Linked DNA regions of Mus musculus: region 1 is linked to region 2. Evidence: chromatin contacts called from public Hi-C data. All regions are on one chromosome and are shown on one strand. Each heading gives the region's core, a stretch centred on a gene start, on an enhancer-like site or on the middle of the called end of the contact. The rest is flanking DNA. Distances are from core to core; before and after follow the strand shown.

The links. A called contact is a pair of places that touch in the nucleus more often than the background predicts.
Region 1: a Hi-C map of CD8 T cells shows a contact between it and region 2, with 2.4 times the contacts expected there. The contact joins two enhancer-like sites. A contact is called at or near these places in 3 of 39 promoter capture datasets (the C10 cell line, the HPC-7 cell line and liver), 1 of 484 Hi-C or Micro-C datasets (CD8 T cells) and 1 of 115 datasets of contacts at active chromatin or transcription factors (embryonic stem cells).

Annotation. Positions count from the first base shown.
Region 1 is chr9:72,128,827-72,135,251 of GRCm38.p6, forward strand. It overlaps the pseudogene Gm7863. Among named protein-coding and RNA genes, the nearest start is that of Tcf12, 20 kb to the left of the region's middle. Within about 2 kb of position 4,440, at least 339 of the 459 cell types and tissues checked have an H3K27ac peak or open chromatin away from gene starts, as enhancers often do. A contact at or near this core is called in CD8 T cells, where this site is marked.
Region 2 is chr9:72,026,116-72,032,354 of GRCm38.p6, forward strand. All of the region lies in intron 3 of Tcf12 (transcription factor 12), which reads right to left. Among named protein-coding and RNA genes, the nearest start is that of Tcf12, 83 kb to the right of the region's middle. Within about 2 kb of position 4,361, at least 17 of the 459 cell types and tissues checked have an H3K27ac peak or open chromatin away from gene starts, as enhancers often do. A contact at or near this core is called in CD8 T cells, where this site is marked.

The DNA.
Region 1 (6,425 bases), core at 3,190-5,689, 100 kb after region 2:
TACCAGTTCACCCAGGTCCTGGACAGGCAAGCAGCTACTCAGCTGTTTAAGCTTGCCCACAAGTATAGGCCAGAGACAAAGCAAGAGAAGAAGCAAAGGCTACTGGTCCGTGCTGAGAAGAAAGCTGCTGGCAAAGAGGACATCCCAACTAAGAGACCACCTGTCCTCTGAGCAGGAGTCAATACAGTCACCACCTTGGTGGAGAACAAGAAGGCTCAGCTAGTGGTGATTGCCCATGATGTAGAGCCCATTGAGCTGGTGGTTTTCCTGCCTGCCCTGTTTGGAAAGATGGGGGTGCTCTACTGCATCATCAAGGGAAAGGCCAGGCTTGGGCATCTGGTCCACAGGAAGACATGCACCACTGTTGCCTTCACACAGGTTAACTCGGAAGACAAGGGTGCTCTGGCTAAGCTGATGGAAGCTATTAGGACCAATTATAATGACAGATAGGACAAGATCCACAGCCATTGGGAAGGCAATGAATGTTCTGGGTCCTAAGTCTGTGGCTCGAATTGCCAAGCTGGAAAAGGCAAAGGCTAAAGAACTCGCCACTAAACTGGGTTAAATGAATACTCCTAAGTTTTCTGTACATAAATATAATCACAAAATTAACAAAAGAAAAACGAAAATACTGTTGCTGCATTTATTTTTGGAATATATACATGAGACATCAGGGGAACATACAGTTTATCTGCTGTTACTAAAAACATATCCACATTTCTCTCATAACTATGCTACTGTTATTTCAAGTGACATCATCTTGTGTCATTTGTGCACTCCTGACAGACTCACATGTCCAGAATAGGTTTGCCAGTCACTTTAGACCAATCTAAGCATGTCATTCTCTAGGCAACAGGGACTGAGATAGGAAGACACATCCTGATGTTTCAAGGCTGCTGTCAATCTAGAACTGCTGGATACTCATCTGTGAAGAGTCAGAATTCAAGAAATTAAATCTTGGTGACATAATGTGAATGCTTTCGCAAGCCATGTCTAACACTCTTGACCATTTCAGTGATATGAGCCAATAAATTCCTGCTATGGTTTCTATGTTCCCTAACAATCTGTGTGTTGGAACGCTCAGCCCCAGGGTAGTGTTTCAGGAAGTACTATGGAACTTACTAGGAGGTGAGACCAAGTGAGAGGTTCTTAAGGCAACAGAGAGTATGCCCTTGCCTGAAAGAGATTTACGTGTTTTTCATGGGACCTTGGTTAGATTTCTGGAAAGTTTTCCTATAAAAGCAGGAGCCTGGCCCCACCCAGCCTTTCTCCAGCTGCCTACATCCAGATGTGGCTACTTGCTTTTGCCCACATTTCCACTGTTGTCATAGCGATGAACTGACAGCTGAGAGCCCTTACCAGGACTCAGCTGACACAGATGCCATGACTTGAAACTCAACAACTTCTGTTTTTTTGGTTTTTCGAGACAGGGTTTCTCTGTATAGCCCTGGCTGTCCTGGACCTCACTTTGTAGACCAGGCTGGCCTCGAACTCAGAAATCCGCCTGCCTCTGCCTCCAGAGTGCTGGGATTAAAGGCATGCGCCACTACGCCTGGTCAACAACTTCTGTTCTTAAGCAGTTAGACCAGTGATTCTCAACCTGTGGGTCATAACCCTTTGTGTGTGTGTGGGGGGGGGGGGGATGTCAAACAATCCTTTTACAGAGTTCAAACATCAAATATCCTGCATACCAGATATTTACATTACAATTCATAACACTAGCAAAATTACAGTTACAAAGCAGCAACAAAAAAAATGTATGGTTGGGGGTCACCACAACAGGAGGAATCTATAAAGGGTTGCAGCATTAGGAAAGTTGAGAACCACTTAGGTTAGGCAGTCTCGGGTATTTCACTGTAGGATCAGAAGCCAATAAGATTCCTCTTCCTATCTAAGCAAATTTAAGTTATATTTCCATCATTTATAACATCCAAATGAGTTAAATGCTAGGTTACGTAAGGGTAGATGCATAGACACATACAAAGAAGTAAATGAACAGGAAGGTACTTGGTGGGCACATCTAACCTACTGAGGAGACAGGCTGAAGAGTGGGTCAAAGACAGAAAGAACCCCGACTGGAGGACAAGCTTGAAAGTCAGTCACCAGAGTTTAAATTTAATGCAAGAGAAAATATACCCATAAAGCTATCTGGGCATGAAGAGATGTGCTAAAAGTGAGCAATTATTCTGGCAAGTTACATTGGAACAGAGAGAAAAGGGAGTCGGAGAGACCATAAAAAGACGGTTGAACTGATCCTGGCTGGCAATGTTCAAGGTCTTAGGCAAAAAGCATGAAGTGGAGATACACGAAGGAATTTGATATGAGGTACTTCTGGTGATACACTAAAGGTCCTAACAACAGGCCAGGTAAAATAAGGAAGAAGAAATAGTGCGTTGACAATGACAAACATTTTAGTGTGGGTGGCATAGATCGAGCTGGTATTATTGAGAAAGGAGTTATATAAATTTTACAAAGACAGCAAGATTAGTTTTTGACCTGTTGCAATCACGGAGAAGGTAGGATATGTTAGAATGGTGATGAACTAAAGTTGAGGTAAACAACCACAACAGCTAGGCATGGGGGCACACACCTTAATCCCGGTGCTCAGGAGGCAGGAGCAGGGGGGTCTCTGTGAGTTCAAGGCCAGCCTGATATGCAGAGTTTCAGACCAGCCAAGGCAATCCTAGTGTCTGATGGAGAAGGAGAGAGATTGGAAACTCAGAGCATAAAACTCTCCAAAAGTTTCACATTAAAAGCAGGGGTCGGGGTAGGGAGTACTCGTTGCTTTTGCAGAGGACCTAGGTTCAGCTTCCAGGACCTATATAGTGACTCAATCAACTATCTATAACTCGAGTTTGAGGGGCTTCAACACTCTCTTCTGACCTCTGCATGTACATATATACATTGCCTTCAGGCAAAATACTTTTTTTTTTTTTTTTGGTTTTTCGAGACAGGGTTTCTCTGTGTAGCCCTGGCTGTCCTGGAACTCACTCTGTAGACCAGGCTGGCCTAGAACTCAGAAATCTGCCAGCCTCTGCCTCCCAAGTGCTGGAATTAAAGGTGTGCACCACCACTGCCCGGCTCAGGCAAAACACTTATATACATAAAAATTTTCAAAATCTAAAAGCAACCTGAGGCCCTTAATACCATTGATCTCTATGGCCCTGAGCCTCTACCCTCATTTCCAACTGTAGGTGCTCAGAGCAGCGATCATGTCGGCCTCCTCACTACTTGCTAAGTGTTCACTCGACTTTTCCGGGCTTCAGAGCCTTTGGATTTGTCCTTCCTCAATCCGGGAAGTTACCTGTCTAGGTATGTTTTGCTTGTCTAATTTCTTTCATTCAGACCTGCTGTAAGCACACTTCCTCAGAAATCTCTCTCTAAATCAACTCGTCTAAGCTAACACTGCACATGTCTTCTACCTGTAGCCTCCTTTGCCCTGCAGTATTGTTTGTTTCATAGCACTTAACATCACACGACACTCAACGGTGTGTCTGTCTCATCGCCTGTAACAAAGTCCAAGAGCCCAGAGCGTTTGGGCTTATTCACTGTTATGTCCCTGGTAAGCAGAATAGAGCCTGGTACATGAGAAATTCCTCTATAAAAGCCTAGTGAGTTGTGTGAGATGTAGTAAAGGGAATTAAAAGAAAAAGAAAAAGAAAAAAAAAACCCATATACCACAAAAGAGCTGCAAAGTTAGTCATTTACAAGTTCTGGAACTTTCCTACCATTTCAGGAGGGGAGAAGCAGAAAACAATAAACCCTCTTTAAGGCTCCCACTTGTGATCCATCTTCTCAGGGGAAAGGGAACTTTGGGGGAGTCTGTCACCAAAGGAAAGACTTGAGGTACTTTCCTACTGTGTTCCCTGTGACATTCGTGAAGGAGAGGAATTCTCCACTTGCATACTGGATGAAAGAAAGGCTCTTCTTCCACCTCAGCTGCACATCAGAGCTTGGAGGGAAACCCTGGGGGATGCTGACAGACTTCAGCTTTCCCAAACGTTTCTTTGGGCGGGTGTCATCAGCCAGGTGTGCTCCACAGACTAGGTGGAGCCTGGGAAAGGCGTGAGGACGTCGCACTCGGGGGCCCCTGGGGCAAGCGTGCTTGCCCTTCCCCGCGGCCGCCGGCTTTCCGCCGCAGCCTGCCCCGGCCAGGTCGCCGGGGCGCGGGAGAGCCCAGCGGCGTCTGCACCCTTCCCTCCCCCGCCGCGCCCTCCTCCGCCCACGCGCTGCAGCCTCAGCTGCGGCTTTCCGCCGTTCCCGGCAGCGCTGAGCCCGGAATCCAATTACTTTTCCCTGAGGAGCTTCGTACACCCGCCAGGCCCCAGAGGGAGGAGCGGGGGGTCGAGCGGCCGCCCACTTCCCGCCGCCCGAGGCCGAGGCCGGGCTGCTCGGGCGGGGCGAGCGCGGTCTCGGAGGGGCGCGCGGAGCAGCAGCCGTCGGGACTATTTGTCCTTCCGCGTGCGGCCCAGCTGGGCCCCGGCGCGAGGCTCCAGGCGCTGTGGCCCGGGCGCCAGCGTCCCCAAGGATGAGTGGCAGGAGATTAGCCCCGGGGCTTCCCCGCGCGGGCGCGGCTCGAGGCCCGCGCGCACGCGCACTCCGGGGTCCGAGCACGGAGGTCGCCTTGTGTCCAGTGGCCTTTTCCTGGGCGCAGCGCTCCTGGGCCCCAGGATTCAGCTCTGTAAAGTGAAAGTGAAGTGGAGCAAGATGGCCAAGGGTAGGAGGTTTGCACGTGCTCTCCACCACACTTGTACATCCCGAGACTGTACAGGGACGCTACAGGGGTGAATCTATGAAGAGGAAGGAAAAGAGGACTTCCTTCCTGGTTCTTCAGGGGCTGGGTGGAGAACCCATTGATCCCCTTGAGGGTTCTTGCTCACTTGGTTTAAGCTGTAGACAGAAAGCCTAATAGAGCCTATTCTAGCTACAGCCTAGGGCGGAGGTCCTCAACTTCCTCCTGCATACCCTGTCAGATTATGAGTCCACGACTGACAAACACATTTGAAAAAGAAAATGCCTTATTTTCTCCTTTTGATTCTGTTTCTCTTGAGACTGTGGCTGACCCTTAGGCCCTTGATGTTCTTGAATATGATTGACACACGTGATTAGGCTAGTGAGAGAGAAGCAGAGAAATTGCTATCAAAACAATTATATGCAGAGACATCAGAACAAAAGCCCAAGAGCCCCGAGGACTAAAAGACCATCCTGGCTCTGCCATAGATGCCCTCTGGGATGGTGGCCAAGTCAGATCATCTCTTTGTGTCTTGCTTCTTGGCAAGTTAAATAAAACTATCCTGCTACTCTCCCTGTCTCAAGGAGTGTTATAAAAATAAACTAAAAGAACCAACTGAAAATATAGAAGGTTTAGTTTTTAGGGGGTGTGGGAAAATGATACCGTTGAAAGGCACTAAAGGGAAAATTCTATGAGAGAAAGCCACTTGACCATCTGCCTATCGTCTCATCTTCTCCGTTCAATCTAATGTACACATAGAAACTATAGGTAGAGTTATCTAGTAAGTACTGTGTGGTTTTTATAAGAATTATAATAAAGGAGGGAATAAGGGGAGGGGGATTTCAGAGGGAGACCAGGAAGAGGGATAACATTTGAAATGTAAATAAAGAAAATATCTAATAATAAAATATATATATAATCTAGTCAACGCTAATTGTACTCTCAGACCCTCTCCCATGCCTATGTCCTAGCCATTTCCACATGCTCTGACTACAATATTTCTGCTTCAGTGCTACGGAGCACCATTAGGTACAAAACAGTGCTGTGGGTGGGCTCCCCACTTGAGGCTAAGCTGTGACAGAGGTTTTCAGACATGTTTGCCTATGTAACCTATGATAGGCAAGGCTCCAGAAACCTGTGTACTGGCTAAGTGAAGAACCTTCTGGAACAGACGAGGTCCCAGGGAAGAGAAAGCCAACTACCCTGAGCTTGAGCTGAGGTTAAAGACTCTGGGGGAAGGGAGAGGGGCTTTCTGCCTTTTATGTCTGACTGAATCTAGTAGGGTAGGAAAGAAGATAAAGGATATGAGGGAGAGTGAAGTCTCCCTTTCGGGTGTTTTAAACCTAAGCATTCACATTTGTAAAACAAGTTTTAGCTTCTGCATTAGTAGAAAAGATCAGGCTAGCAACAACATGGCCAGCAACAGAAAAAGTCCTGCCTGGAGGGTGCTTTTTGAAAAGTGAGGATTTTATCATCTTCTGAGACATTCCGTGGTAGCCCGGGAACGGATAGGAATAATTCACAGACATTTTCTGGGTCCTCAAAAAACTTCTTTCTGCAGTCCCCTTCTTCAAATGACTTCAAATCCCTCACTGCAAAGTCTTGGCATCAAATTTGAAGCAAATGTGTTTCTCTTCCTCACCGGAGGAAAGCTCGTTCTACAGACTTCTAACAGAACTGGGACCTATTGGGC
Region 2 (6,239 bases), core at 3,111-5,610:
GCAAAGAACAGCTAAAACTGGAAACAATCCAGAAGACCATGAATGAGAGAATGCATTAAGGAATAATATTCCTCATTAAATGCAGTGTGAAGACATGGGCTAGTAATAGACATAATAAACAGTCTAATTCTCAAAATCACCAAGGCAGGTAATAACAGAAAGGATAATATAGCTGTCTAGGAAAAGGTATAAAAATCCTTTACAGGGTAGGCAGAATGTTTTTTAAAATAAATAAAGATCATATAAAACATAAAAACGGTGAGACATGCATTTAATTATGAGCACTAGGGAGACAGAGGCAGGCAGATACCTCTGACTTCAAGACCAACCTGTTAAATGGATCTGGCTCCAGAAAAACCAGGAATACATAGTGAAACCTCATCTCAAAATCATTAATATTTTTAAATGAAACAATTGAACCTCTATCAGTGAATTCTAAAACTATTTTCCTAAGGCTTTTTCAGTTACATATATACAAGTTGCCTTCCTAACCAAACCCTAAGACTTGTAAAATGGTCCAAAAATTAACACTACTAAAGCTTTACAATGTATCAACACTACAAATCAAACAGACTTTTACATACACATGTCACATCACACCAACAGTAGCAATAACATGCAATCCTGTCCGGTATTTGGTATGGAGTATTTTCTAGAACAGATGTGTGATACAAACAAATCTAAACATGTACAACTGAGTTCAGATTTTGGTACCCAAAAAGAAAGTAAGAAAACTAATGAAAGAAACTGAGAAACCATCCAGAGGAAAAACAGAGATGGAAACATCAAGTGAATGTCACCGTTAGAAACAACTATCTCAACAACTGGGAGGCTGAGTATTTGCTCAAAACAGAGAGTAGACTGCAACCTCCCATATAAATCTCAAGTCAAAATCCATAAAAGACCTACTCTACATGAGGCCGAAAACTATGTAACTCCTCAAACAATAGAAAATCAGGCTGCAGAGATGGCTCATCATTAATAGCATGTACTTGCTTTCCACTGTCCCTAAGAACCAACTTCAAACCCCAACACCCACGTAAACAACTCACAACCCCCTGTAACTTCATCTCCAGGGGACTCCATGTCTGTGACCTACCCAAGCACCTGCATTCTGCTCACCTGCACACGTCCACATACAGTCACACACACATTTACTTGACTAAAAAGTAAAATATTTTTAAAAACAGAAAACCTCTTAACATTTGACTATCTGTACAAAACTAAACTGTGGCATCAAAAAGATATGTGCTTCCTCAAATTCACTGCAGTTATTACAACAGCCAAAATATAAATCAAGATAGAGATGTAGTTTGGTGTACACCATTTCTGGGTCCCAGCCCTGCACTCATGTGAGGCAGGGAGAGACAGACCTAGTAGTAAATAGGTGACAAACTGAAAACTCTAATATACATGGGGGTTATTGAACCTAGACCATTGGCAAAGAAGGAATTTTGTCACAGGAGACAATACTGAAAAAAACCTAGAGGACATAATGGCAGTAAAATAACCCCCCCCACACCAAAACACAAATAGTACTTGAAACTGTTTATGTGACCTGTCTGTGATAGTCAAACTCACAGAAGCACAAAGTAGAAGCTAAGGTCTAGGATAAAAGAGAAAGGAAACCTTTATGTTAAATGGAATTCTAGACAGTACACTACTGTCATAACACAGTCCAAGAATGGAGTTGTGTGAGAATTCTGAGTGCTTGTGAGAAAAACTCAAAGAAAACATGTCTCGTGACCTGAGTTTCTTCAAAACACAGAACTGTTCTTAGAATGCGTCTTTGTGCTCCTCCTAGGTGCAAAGGATAGGTTTAAGAATACTTCACCTGTTGTTATTCATATACTTCTATGGAAAAACACGTTTTTGCTACACATGGCTTGTACTTGTAGTTATAAACTTTATTCGTGTGACTCTTCTTAACCATTAGAGTATAAACTGTCTGATGCTCTGAATCAAAGTTGCCTACTGCATGAGACTTTAGTCCACCTCATTTTTAGGCCCTGCTCTCCCAGATTCATGCCACCAATTAAGAGTGGTAAATGCATTACTGTGTTGTACATTCCAAAACTTAAAAAGGTAAATCATGATAAATGTCCTTATAATTTTTAAAAACCATAGTACTATCTGAAACATAAAAACAAGTAACACAAAAGGCAAACCTTCCTCAGAGTCCCTTAGCAGTCTCCTAAAGTATAACAAGACTACATAGGGATCAGCTTATTTAGCATCGTCTTAGGTACTGATAGCAGAAGTCATCGATCTGCAAATCCATGAAACTAAGAGACCCATTAGAAAGATATACTGAGGCATAAATTAAATCAGAGTAGAGGAGAATTGATCACATCACAAAAACTGAACAGCAAGAAGTTACCAAAGTACTATTTAAAAAAAAAAAAAAAAGAACCATGGTTCTTTTAGATAATAGCAGACAAATATTTGAGCAATTTCTTTGAAAATAAGTATTATAAATAATCAGGCCCAAAAAACTAATAAAAAGAATTAAAAAAAAAACTGGAAGAGATCTTATAAATGGGGGATGGAGTGGGGGGAAGAGGCCAAAAACAAAAAGCAAAGTCAGTTACTGGATAAGATCCTAATCTACAGGTCTGTCCACTGAGGACATTAATTTTTTGTATTACACTGGCTTACTGAAAAAGAAAAGAGAATTGGAGAATACAATATGATTAACAATTGAGGTCAATAAAAAGTACAAATTAAACAGAAGGTCCAAAAACTTACATTATCTCTTCCCCAAATCTTTGGCTAATCTCTGAAGAATGAAGCACGGGAAACATACTAAGGAACCCAAAGGAAAGTAAGTACAAGCTGAAATACTAAATTCGTCTAGCACAGATTTCAGCTACTAGGAACCACAGAGATGCTAATTAAGGGGCTTGGGACATAATTTGGGCTGTCACAGAACTGTTCTGATAAAGCGTAAGGTTCAGTCTTAAGAAAGCCAACCAATAAAGGTAACTACTTTCCAGAGCAAAACAGAACTACAGAAATTAACAAAAATAAAAATTTCAACAAATTTTCATCTACATTTTCAAAAATTGTATGAAAAAACTTGCTAGCTATGTAGAGAAATGAGAATGTAATATGAGTCTAGGAAAGAAGTGACCCACACCACTGTCTGAATAAGCAGAATGGAATTTTAAAGCAGCTATTGTAATTGTTCAAACACTTTTTAGGGAAAAAATAGTAACAATAAATGGACACATTTTTGCAGGAAGAATTACCTAAAATGGAATTCAGGAATATAGTAACATGTTATTTGAAAGAAATATGCACTGGAAAAGCTTAATAATGAGTAGAACAGCAAATAAGTGGTATATATAAAAATATATAAACGGAACATAAATAAAATTAAAGGAGAAATGCAGAAATTTAAGCTAGGTAATACTAACAGGTCTAAACACACCAAAGTAGATCAGCTGAAGAGTTGGGGTGGAGCTGGTAGGCTTTTCTCCAAATCAATGAAAAAGATCAACTTACAAACCCAGCAAGTTCAGCAATCTCTGTGCAGAATTATAAACTAACTATACCCATGCCTATGGCAATCAAAATGCAAAGAGGAAAATGTTACTACAGGCAGAAAAAAGTATTTCATAAAAGGAAAATGATTCAAGGAAATACCAACTTCTCATGAGAAGCAGCGAGTGCCAGAAGACAATGAAATGACATCATGCAAGAACAGGATGAAAAACAACCATAGTCCTGGACTCACAGACCACAAATCTAAACTACTACTAGAAGGTTTTCAGGCTGAAGTAAAATAACAGAAAAAAGTATGGATTTGCACAAACACCTTTATGACATTTTATAAATGCTGTCTTTCATATTCATGAGATGAATATGAAAGGAGGGAAGGAACATTGAAATTGATAAAGTCATTTCAGTGTCTATAATTCCAGCATAGCAGGCAGAGAGATATGGGTCTTTAGAGCTCACTACTGGCTGACCACCTCCAGGTCAGTGAAGAGACAAGTCAGAAGATACTGTACCCTGTTTCTGGAATCCACACCTGCACACATGGCCAGAAGCATGGCACACATATAAACAAAAAAATAATAATAAACTGTTAGTGGCATGAGGATAAAGTAAAATCCTTCTACAGGTTAGAGGTAGTTAGAAGTACTTGCTACTCTTGCAGAGGACCAGAATTCAATTCCAAGTACCCACATTTAGCAGGCAGTACAAAACCATCTGCAATTCCACCTCCAGAGGATTTAATTTTCTTTTCTGGCCTTTGCAGGCATTCAAACCCATTTGTGTGTGTGCACATGTGTGCATACACATAGATAAATATTTATCTTTTTTGAAACAGGAACTCTTTCAAAAAAGACTGTTCAGGAACTCTCTGTGTAGATCACTCTGACCTCAAACTCTCAGAGATCCACCTGCCTCTATCTCCCAAGCTGAGATTAAAGGCATGTGCCTCTATGCCTAGCAAAAAATGCATCTTTAAAAATCCTTCTGTACTACTGACAGAAGCATAATGGTACTGCCTTTATGGAAAATACTACAAAGGTTCCTCAAAACAATTAAAATTAAAACAACCAAGAATGGGAAGCTAGCCCTGTGTAATAATACTGACTGTACAATCATGAGACCTGAGGTCAAATCCCCACCAGACAAGTAAACAGGAAAGGTAGTCACACACATATGTAACTTCCAAATTGTTGAGAGCTTAGATTTCAGGGATTGCTAGTGTGGAATAAGGCAGAGAGTACTAGAATAGGACAGCAGTATCTCCCTCTAGCCTACAGATAAGTATACCCACACCTACATGAACACTATATACATACAACACACACCAAAACCAAATATAGAGCAAACATATGCTCTAACAAATCTGTCTAGACAGCTGCCCAAAATGAATGATCTCATAATATCAAAGAAATAAAACCACACTTCCACATCCACTGTAACATTAGCACAAAGCCAAGATGTGAAAACAACCTATCTGAATGATGAACGGATGGTGAATAGATATGGAAAATGTGATGTATATAGTACAATGGAGTATTACTCAGGTTAGAAAAACAGAGGAACCCTGCAATTGCCAACACTGGAGGACCTGGAGGTTGCTATGTTAAGTAAAACAAGGCAGTTACCGATAACAAATTCCAGAATTTGTTTTGGAAGTAGCAAAACTCAACAGTAGCAGCAAGTAAAATGGCATTTGTCAGGAACTGGGTAGAAGGTGTGTTTCAGAGCTACTGTCCAATGACTACCACAATCAGCCTTGCAAGACGGCAAGGTTCTAAAGATCTGCTGTGCAACCATTGTACCCAATAATACTATACTGCACACAAAACTTGTTAAACCAGTAGATCTTGTGTTATGTGGACTTCTATCACAATAAAAAGAGTACAATTAGGAATTCATAAGAATCCGCAGAAGAACACAATATCATCCAGTGGAGGATGAGATGTCTGTTTGAATACACACTCATCCACACACAGATACCCATGACTTTTATCAAGGGTCTTTTTTTATTTTGTACAGTGCTTTTATTTCCCACTCCTGTATCTTTGAAAAGATCTCTTTTTCTTCACCTATAACTACCAGATGATCTACAAATATTCTAGACTCATAACTATGTATGAAGTTACTTTGTTTCATTCTTTTCCTTAAGATAAAACAAAAGCTATTTTGTAATTATATGATGTAGATGCCCATATAGGAAAGGGCTGTGAAATGGTGAATACATCACAATATGAAACACGTTGTAAACATACTACGAAAGACCCCAATTCAAGATTCAGGGAAAATGTGTCTGATGCATTTTGAATTAATGATTAAGTCTTCTGTTGCCCAAAACAATTTCCATGAATATGAAAGACAGCACATTAGCAATGAAGTTAGGTAAACAATAAATGAAACAAAGTGAAAGGCAGCTTTCTTTATACAAATGAAACAGCTACCATAAAGTTCCAATGATATCTTCCTCTTCCCAAGCCCGCACACTCACACTTCAGTTACTTGTGCTTTTGTATAAGCGATGTCTTTTGTATTTTTAACCCCACAAGCTGCCAAAATAAGCCCATTACATGTGAAACATGTCAAGTAGCAAATTTATTTTTGATCTTGCTGGCTTTGGACCCTGAATTCTGTTTTCTTCTGTGTGCCATTGTTGTTTTTATGTTTAGCAGTAAATTTAGATCTTTGCTTAACTTGATTCTTTTGTAGAAATGCAGCATATACACATTATAAAATTAGCA